Regions from separate parts of the Ovis aries genome. Here region 2 is linked to region 1. The links are chromatin contacts, called in public Hi-C maps. All regions are on one chromosome and are shown on one strand. The core of a region is the stretch at or near the end of the contact, and the rest is flanking DNA. Distances in the headings are between cores, read along the strand shown.

Region 1 (4,899 bases), core at 2,300-4,799:
AACTTCCACTGCCGTGCAGCAATGTATAAGAAAGCATTCTAGGAGATATTTAACACGCTCCTGAGAAAGGATTCCATACTCATACAGTGGGGATGGGCAGTGGGGGGATGTTCCACTTTATATCTTTGTCATGGAGATTCATTTCATTCATAAAAAAGTCTTGAAGAGCTCTGAAAAGGATGTGTCCTTACCCTTAACCCAGTGTTTTGCAAACTTGCTTATTGATGGAAACTTTTATTCATGGAATAGCTATTATTTCTGTACAGAGAACACTTGGGAAATGCAGAGGGAAGACTACTGACTGGGAAGAGAGGAGGTCTGGGTTGTGGTCCTGGCTCCACTGTTAACTTGCATTTTTCATCTTCTTTGGACTTTAGTTTCCTCAGACGCAAAGGGAGAGGGTTACAATCAATAATCTAGAGAGTAAAAAGGACTACCATTTATTGCACATGTACTCTGTGCCAGGCACTGACATGCCATCAGGGTCCTTAGAGGGGCCCCATGCTTGGTATTAGGGGCTTCCCTAGTGGCTCAGAGGATAAAGCGTCTGCCTGCAATGCAAGAGACCCGGGTTTGATCCCTGGGTTGGAAAGATCCCCTGGAGATGGAAATGGGAACCCACTCCAGTATTCTTGCCTGGAGAATCCCATGGGCAAGGAGCCTGGCGGGCTACAGTCCACGGGGTCGCAAAGAGTCAGACACGACTGGGCGACTTCACTTCACTTCATGCTTAGTATAATCTGCTATCATCATCTTGAAATTCTTTCTTCATTCATTCATCCATTTATTTGGCTACATCAGGTCTTAGTTGTGGCATGTGGGATCTTCATTAAATTATGTGAGAGCTTTTGCTGTGGTTCAGGCTTTCTGGTGGTGCCACGTGGGCTCAGCAGTTGCAGCGCACAAGCTCCAGATCACACGGGTTTCAGGAGTTGCAGCATGTAGGTTCAGCTGCTTCTCAGCATGTGGGATCCCAGTTCCCTGACCAGGGATCAAAGCTGCCTCCCCTGCATTGCAAGGCAGACTCTTAACCACCGGACCACCAGGAAGTCCTTCGAAATTCTTAATAATTTTTAAACATGGGGTTTTGCATCTTCATTTTGCACGGGATCTCATAAAATAATGTAGCAATTTTTTTAGCTTTTTCTGTGTGCGTGTATATATGTGTATGAGACAGATTATATCTCTCATCTTTACATCAGTCTAATATATGTGTATTAGTACTTGTAATATACAGATATCAGGGCAAACATTCTATAATTCTAAGATTTTTTGTTCTTCAAGCTACTACTCGATCTATCTTACTATTCAAATAACAGAATAACTATATTGATACCACTCACTGTCTAAGTGAATATCTGACTAAATGAATTAGTGAGCAATGGACTAGATGTCTGTGAATGCTTGGCTAGATGACGGGGAATGTGTGACTATAGAAGCTAGATAGAAGTGGAGTCCAGCAAACCTGATTCTGCCATTTACTAACCACGTGACCTGGGGTTGACCCAGTTAAGTTTTCTTGGTCTCAGCCTACCTCATCGGTAGAGTGTGAGGGTTAAATGTAATATCAGGGATCTAATGTAATATCTAGGATCTAATGCCTGATAAGCTGAGGTGGAGGTGATATAATAATAATAGAAATAAAGTACATAATAAATGTAATGCAGTTGAATCATCCTGAAACCATGCCCGCCACCTTGGTCTGTTAAAAAATTGTCTTCCACGAAACCAGTCCCTGGTGCCAAAAGGTTGGGGACTGCTGTGCAATAGTGTATTGCCTAGCACATGATAGTCTCTCAAAACGTTATTCCTATTCTTTTATTAACCTACCCAGGCTAGATTTACTATCGTGATATCAGAGCTCCATGATATGTGGGAGATCAGGGTTTGATCCTTGGGTTGGGAAGATCCCCTGCAGAAGGAAATGGCAACCCACTCTAGCACTCTTGCCTGGAGAATCCCATGGACAGAGGATCCTGGTGGGCTACAGTCCATGGGATCACAAAGAGTTGGACACGACTGTGTGACCAGCACACATCAGAGCTCCAACTATTGGAACCCATTTAACATGTTCAGTTGCAAGTGCAAGGACATTAGATGTAGCTACTTTTTTTCTGAATCAAATTAAATTTTATTTTTTCTAATTCAAATCAAATTTAACTTCAGCCTCACCTATCAGGTTGGTGGGACATTCAGTATCAGAACTTTTATGGGGATTTAAAAACAAAACAAAACAAAACTAACACCTTCAGAGCTTACCCAGTCTAGAAAACCTGGGGAAATATCTTTGGTCCATTGAAGTTGTAGCTCATTTTTCCAAGTCAGATGTATCTCAGCCAGTCGCTCAAATCATCTGATCGTTCTGTTCTAAAGCAAGTCCCCAAGAACTCTTGCACGCTCCCAAAGCCATGGCTTGGTGTTCATTCCTCAGGTGTGCTTGTAGTCACCGCTGCCAGAGACACTGGGAGAGAGCCAAGTTCAGGTCCGCGCCTCCCCTCCATCTTCCTGCCTGTGTAGACTCCAAGTCTGCTCCTCTTTAATCTTCAGAGCTTTCCTCCACCCAAACAACCCAGCTCTGTCCTTTTAAGAATGTGTATGTCGGAAACCAGTGAATAAAGCAAAAAAGAAGCAGACTCACAGATTTAGAGAACAAACTAGTGGCTACCAGTGGGGAGAAGGAAGGGGGAAGGGTAATATAGAAGTAAGGGGGAAAAAGTTTTTATGGGATTACATGAAATTCTGTGTGTGGAACTTTTGGAAATCATAAAAAGCAGCTACAGACTTTAAAGAATTTTTATTCAGTTAAAAAAAGAATACATTTTTTTAAAAAAAGGATGTATATATTGGAAACAGAGACCTCTAAATGGTCCAGACCCTCCCTCCCAATTCCTCAAAGAAAGCTTCCCAGCCTACAAAGGACTAACTGTCCTTCCATAAAGGATATAGAGAAAAATTTTCTATAAATCTTTTCACTAAGTCCATACAGGAAAAAAAAATCATTGCTTTAATCAAGTAATCATTAATTCATACACGAGGTTCTCAAACTTTCTCATGTTCTGTGTAGACTCCCATGACCCCTTTCTCCCTTGGCCACTATAATTCACCTGCAATCCTGTGTGTCTTTACCGCAAACTGGGGAAGCAGGGTGGGGAAGGAGGTATGACAGGACTAGACAGGTTATGCTGCTGATTCTCTCCATTTCTGGGTAAGAACTGCAGCAGTCAACTGTTTGGAATTCCACATTTCTGATCTTTGGAACCCCGTGGGAACAATGAGAGCAGTGGGTGGGAAAAACACAGGTTTTGGAAGCTTTGATTTATGGGAACATATTTATATGTAATGGTATAGATGGTGACAGGGGATTGGAACAGGCTAGGACACTGATGTGCATAGCATAGATAAAAGAGAAGGACGCATTGGACCAGCAGCTTCCCCCCTAGTGTAGACAGTTAGGTGGTGTCTGCCAAGTCAAGGGCAAAATTAGAATTTTGCTCTATGGTAGCCCCAGAGCTATAGAAGTGTAGTGCTGGGCCCTCTAGTGGCCAGTTCTTACTCAGTGACCATAACTTGCCTTTTCCTACACTGCCAGTCTCTCAAACTGCCTTGTCTTCAATTTGGATTTGCTAGAACCACTAACTGGAGAAGGCAATGGCACCCCCACTCCAGTACTCTTGCCTGGAAAATCCCATGGACGGAGGAGCCTGGTAGGCTGCAGTCCATGGGGTTGCGAAGGGTCGGACATGACTGAGCGACTTCACTTTCACTTTTCACTTTCATGCATTGGAGAAGGAAATGGCAACCCACTCCAGTGTTCTTGCCTGGAGAATCCCAGGGATGGTGGAGCCTGGTGGGCTGCCGTCTCTGGGGTTGCACAGAGTCAGACACGACTGAAGCGACTTAGCAGCAGCAGAAGCGCTAACTGTCTCCATCTATATTCTATCACCCCAGTTCTCTATTATTACTGACAACTACTTTGGAACAGGCTCAGTGCCAGGGAAGAGTTCTTGAGGGAGAAATCAATTCCCTGGGAAATAGACTAAGGTGGAGAGTGGCTTGCAGGTCTTTTGGAGAGCGCTCTTGGGAGACACATCAATAAGGAAGTGAGGAAGGCAGAGTGGGCAGAGGGAGAAGCTAACCCACATCATGGTTGCAACTGAAACCTCAGCTGAATCTCCTGGGAGTTCTGAAGCTGAGATGGCTCCTCAGAGTTGTCCCAAATTGATACGATGGAACCAGATCTTTGTATCCTTGCATCAGTGTCACTGGCCATGAGTTGCTCCCCAGAAGGGGTCATAGCCTTGGATGAAAGCTATGACCCTGTGCCCAGGAAAATGCACAGCGAGGGCTGCAGCCGTGAGCTGTCAGTAGCCCATGTTCTCAGCAGCTGGATGATGGGTGTATTGGCCCCAAAGATCTGGGCAGAGCACCACTATCTCCACTCCTGGGAGTTTGCAATTTAGGGGGTTCCTGAGTTCTGTGTCTGTTCCTTTCTTTTGTCAATGATCCCTGATGCAGGGAGGAGAAGTCCAGAAACAGATGTCACGAGACACAGATTCTAGCACAGACTCCTGCTGCATGACCTTAAGTATGTTACCTAAGGTATCCTGGCCTCAGGGCTGGTCATATTCAATATGGTTCATAACAATCCGTACCATTCATATTTTACAAAGTGTTCTCGCATCCACGGAATCCACCAGACCAAACTCTCTAAACCAAATGAAAGAATGGAGATGGAGATGTCTTGAAAGGTTGGATGCACCGTACACATACACATGGGTGAGATTATGTAGCACAATACTCATAATCATGCTGATTCTTTTCACCAGTGTTTATGGAGCAGACACTTTGTGCCAAGCCTCAGCCTAGTTGATGAGGGTAGAGAGATGCATTAGACATGGT
Region 2 (4,318 bases), core at 1,177-3,676, 96 kb after region 1:
CCAAACTGTTTGGTCTGATCTGGTCCCAGTGATTTCTCCACTTGCTCTTGCTGTGCCCTGAGTCACCCCACACTTCCAGCCCAGCGTTGTTCCTGGTTCCCCCCTGTGCTTAGGTGCACAAGGCCCCTATATCCTCCCTTCCACCTAGCAAGGCATCAACCCACCTCTTAAGATTTTCCTCGAGGTCATCTCTGTGAAGGCTCTCTAACCTTCTCCCCAAGGAGAGCTGACCAGTCACTCCTGTGAGCCCCTCTTTCACTCCTTGTACTTTTAGCCTGTGACCCATAACACTCCATCTTTTCCTCCTGCTCACAGTGATCACCTTGAGGTCCAGGTCAGTGTTTTATTTGTTTCTGATTCCATGAGGCTTAGCATGGAGCTAACAAAGAGTTTTTAGGTTCTTAATAAATTCTCACAGTGATTGCAAGCACACATGGCTGAATGAGCATTCTGGAGTATTAGAATTGTTTATTTGGCTGCGCCCTGCAGCATGCGGAATCTTAGTTTCCCTGCCAAAGATCGAACCCAAGTACCCTGCAGTGGAAGCAAGGACTCTCAGCTGCTGAACTGCCAGGGAAGTCCCTTGGAATATTTGCATTTTAACTGGGGTGGCTTCAAGGGAACAGTTAGCCACTCCAGTATTCTGGCCTGGAGAATTCCATGGTCTGCATAGTCCATGGGGTCACAAAGAGTTGGACACGACTGAGTGACTTTCACTTTCACATCTATCTCCCAGGTGGCATCAGTAGCAAAGAACCCTCTTGCCGATGCAGGAGATGAAAGAGACACAGGTTTGACCCCTGGGTTGGGAAGATCCCCTGGAGAAGGGCATGGCAACCCACTCCAATATTTTTACCTGGAGAATCCCACGGACAGAGGTACCTGGAGGGCTACGGTCCATAGGGTCACAAAGAGTCTGACACAACTTAAGCAACTTAGCAAGCATACATATGTACAGAGCCCAGGATGTTCATTTTTGTTTGTTGTTTGGTTGGTTTGCTCATTTGCCCAACATTGAAACCCCTTTCTTGTGTTTGGAGAATTGTCTACCATATGAATCTTGGATGGGGCAGACCTTATCTTCTTTACAGAAGTGATGAAGGCCAGATATTTGCTTTCCCAGTCCTTTCTTACAGCTAGAGTATGTATGCACATATGATTCAGACTCAGTCAATCGGGTACATTCTCCCAGAACCTAGAATAAGACATTTTTATTCCAAGTAAGCAGGGACAATGGAGAATTCATTTTGGTAGTGGTGGGGCAGTAGTTGTAACATCTAGGTTTGGGGGCAGCAAGATCAACAGTTGATAGTGGCCTCTGGGTCCAATATTCAGAGCAAGGGTAAGGGTGGCAGAGGTGTTCTTATTGAATTGCATCTGTAGCATGATCTGGGCTGAGGCTGTACCTGCCTTGGCTCCCTTTGTTTCTGCCAGTGTTTTAACAGCTTTGTTGTTGTTGTTGTTCAATTGACCAGTTGTGTCTGACTCTTCACCACCCCATGGACTACAGCACGCCAGACCTCCCTGCCCCTCATCATCTCCCAGAGTTTGCCCATGTTCATGTCCATTGCACCAGTGATGCCAGCCAGCAGTTTCATCCTCTGTTGCCCTCCGCTCCTTCTGCTTTCAATCTTTGCCAGCATCAGAGTCTTTTCCAATTCACTCATTTACATTATACAGTTCACATGTTAGTATATGCATGTGTGCGTGCTTGGTCACTTTAGTTGCGTCAGACTCTTTGTGACCACAGGGACTGTAGCCACCAGGCTCCTCTGTCCATGGAATTTTCCAGGCAAGAATACTGGGGTGGACTGCCATTCCCTTTTCCAGGGGACCTTCCTGACCCAGGGATCCAGCATTGTCTCCTGCAACTCCTGCACTGCAGGCGGATTCTTTACCACTGAGCCACCTGGGAAGCCCTAGTATATGCATAGGTATGTGCAATCATTGTCACAGTCAATTTTAGAATATTTCTATCTTCTCAAAAAGAAAAACTCTATACCCTTTAACTATCATTCCCCTTTCCCTTGTCCCTTCCCAGGGCACAGCAAATCCCTAATCAACTTTCTGTCTCCAGGTTTCCTTACTCTGGGCTTTCATACAAATCATATGGTATCTGGTCATCTGTAACTGGCTTACTTTGTTTAGCACAATGTTTTCAAGGTTCATCTGTGCTGTAGCATGTACCAGTACTTCATTCCATTTTACGGCTGAATATTATTCCAGCTGTATATATAACAGCTGAATATATAACAGCTTTTGTTATCCATTTAGTTGTTAATGGACATTTGGGTCTGTTCAAAATAAATAAGCCCAAAATGGAGTCACTTCTGCTAAACCTCACTAAGTGTTAATACCTAACCTGAATGCAGTTTCAGCCACTCCCAGGAGTGGAACTGTAAACTTGTCAGTCTGGAATTTCCTGTCAACACTAGTGAGGTAATAAGTGTGATAAGACTCCCCCTGTGCTGCTCACCTAGGGAAGGTAAGCTAGCCTGAAACAATTCTTTCTTTTCTTTTGCAAATAACTTCCTTGTCCTGTCTCTTTTTTAAAAAAATTTTTTCTACCTAAAAAGACCTTCCATTTTGTACAACTCCTTTGAGTACATCCTATCTAGTAAATACGCTATTTGCTGCTGGATTCATGAATCACTGCATGCATGCTCAATCGCTCAGTTGTGTCTGACTCTGACCCCATGAATTGTGGCTCACCAGGCTTCTCTGTCCATGGGATTCTCCAGGCAAGAATACTGAAGTGGGTTGCCATGCCCTCCTCCAGGGGATCTTCTCAACTGGGGTATCAAACCCCTCTCTGTTATGTCTCCTGCATTGGCAGAACAATTGAATAAAGCCAATTAGATCTTCAAGTTTACTCTGTTGATTTTTGTTTTTTTAAAGGTCTTTTCCATATTTTTGCCATTATGAATAATGCTGCTATAGATATTTGCTTTTTCTATGATCCAACAGATGTTGGCAATTTGATCTCTGTTTCCTCTGCCTTTTCTAAAACCAGCTTGAACATCCAGAAATTCCTGGTTCACGTACTATTGAAGCCTCCCTTGGAGAACTTTGAGCATTATTTCGCTAGCATATGAAATGAGTGCAATTGTGCGGTAGTTTGAACATTCTTTGGCATTGCCTTTCTTTGGGATTGGAATGAAAACTGACCTTTTCCAGTCCTATAGCCACAGCTGAGTTTTCCAAATTTGCTGGCATATTGAGTGCAGCACTTTCACAACATCATCTTTTAGGATTTAAAATAGCTCAACTGGAATTCCATCGCCTCCACCAGCTTTGTTCATAGTGATGCTTCCTAAGGCCCACTTGACTTCACATTGCAGGATGTCTGGCTCTAGGTGAGAGATCACACCATCATGGTTATCTGGGTCATGAAGATCTTTTTTGTATAGTTCTTCTGTGTATTCTTGCCACCTCTTAATACCTTCTGCTTCTGTTAGGTCCATACTGTTTCTGTCCTTTATTGTGCCCATCTTTGCTATGTTTTCCTAGTAGTCATGTGTGGATGTGAGAGTTGGACTGTAAAGAAGATGAAGAATTGATGCTTTTGAAGTGTGGTGTTGGAGAAGACTCTTGAGAGTCCCTTGGCCTGCAAGGAGATCCAACCAGTCCATCCTAAAGGAAATCAGTCTTGAATATTCATTGAAAGGACTGATGCTGAAGCTGAAACTCCAATATTTTGGCCACCTGATGCTAAGAGCTGACTCATTTGAAAAGACCCTGATGCTGGGAAAGATTGAGGGCAGGAGGAGAAGGGGACGACAAGGGATGAGATGGTTGGATAGCATCACCAAGTCAATGGACATGGATTTGGGTGGACTCTGGGAGTTGGTGATGGACAGGTAGGCCTGGCGTGCTGTGGTTCATGGGGTCGCAAAGAGTTGGACAGGACTGAGCGACTGAACTAAACTTGCATGAAATATCCCCTTGGTATCTCTGATTTTCTTGAAGAAAACTTTAGTCTTTCCCATTCTATTGTTTTCCTCTATTTCTTTGCACTCATCACTGAGGAAGGCTTTTGTATCTCTCCTTGCTATTCTTTGGAACTCTGTATTCAGATGGGTATATCTTTCTTTTTCTCCTTTGTCTTTCACTTCTCTTCTTTTCTCAGCTATTTGTAAGGCCTCCTCAGACAACCATTTTGCCTTTTTGTGTTTCTTTTTCTTAGGGATGGTCTTGATCACTGCCTCCTGTACAATGTCATGAGAAATATCAATAACCTCAGATACGCAGATGACACCACCCTTATGGCAGAAAGTGAAGAGGACCTAAAAAACCTCTTGATGAAAGTGAAAAGGAG

Evidence for each region. Hi-C and Micro-C count contacts between places; a contact is called where the count stands out from the background.
Region 2: a contact with region 1 is called in a Hi-C map of tail adipose tissue, with 4 times the contacts expected there. The contact joins two enhancer-like sites. A contact is called at or near these places in 11 of 16 Hi-C or Micro-C datasets (blood, hypothalamus, liver and 6 more).

Annotation. Positions count from the first base shown.
Region 1 is chr15:52,507,187-52,512,085 of ARS-UI_Ramb_v3.0, forward strand. No RefSeq gene overlaps it. Among named protein-coding and RNA genes, the nearest start is that of KCNE3, 21 kb to the right of the region's middle. Within about 2 kb of position 3,550, at least 3 of the 54 cell types and tissues checked have an H3K27ac peak or open chromatin away from gene starts, as enhancers often do.
Region 2 is chr15:52,604,490-52,608,807 of ARS-UI_Ramb_v3.0, forward strand. No RefSeq gene overlaps it. Among named protein-coding and RNA genes, the nearest start is that of POLD3, 11 kb to the right of the region's middle. Within about 2 kb of position 2,427, at least 5 of the 54 cell types and tissues checked have an H3K27ac peak or open chromatin away from gene starts, as enhancers often do.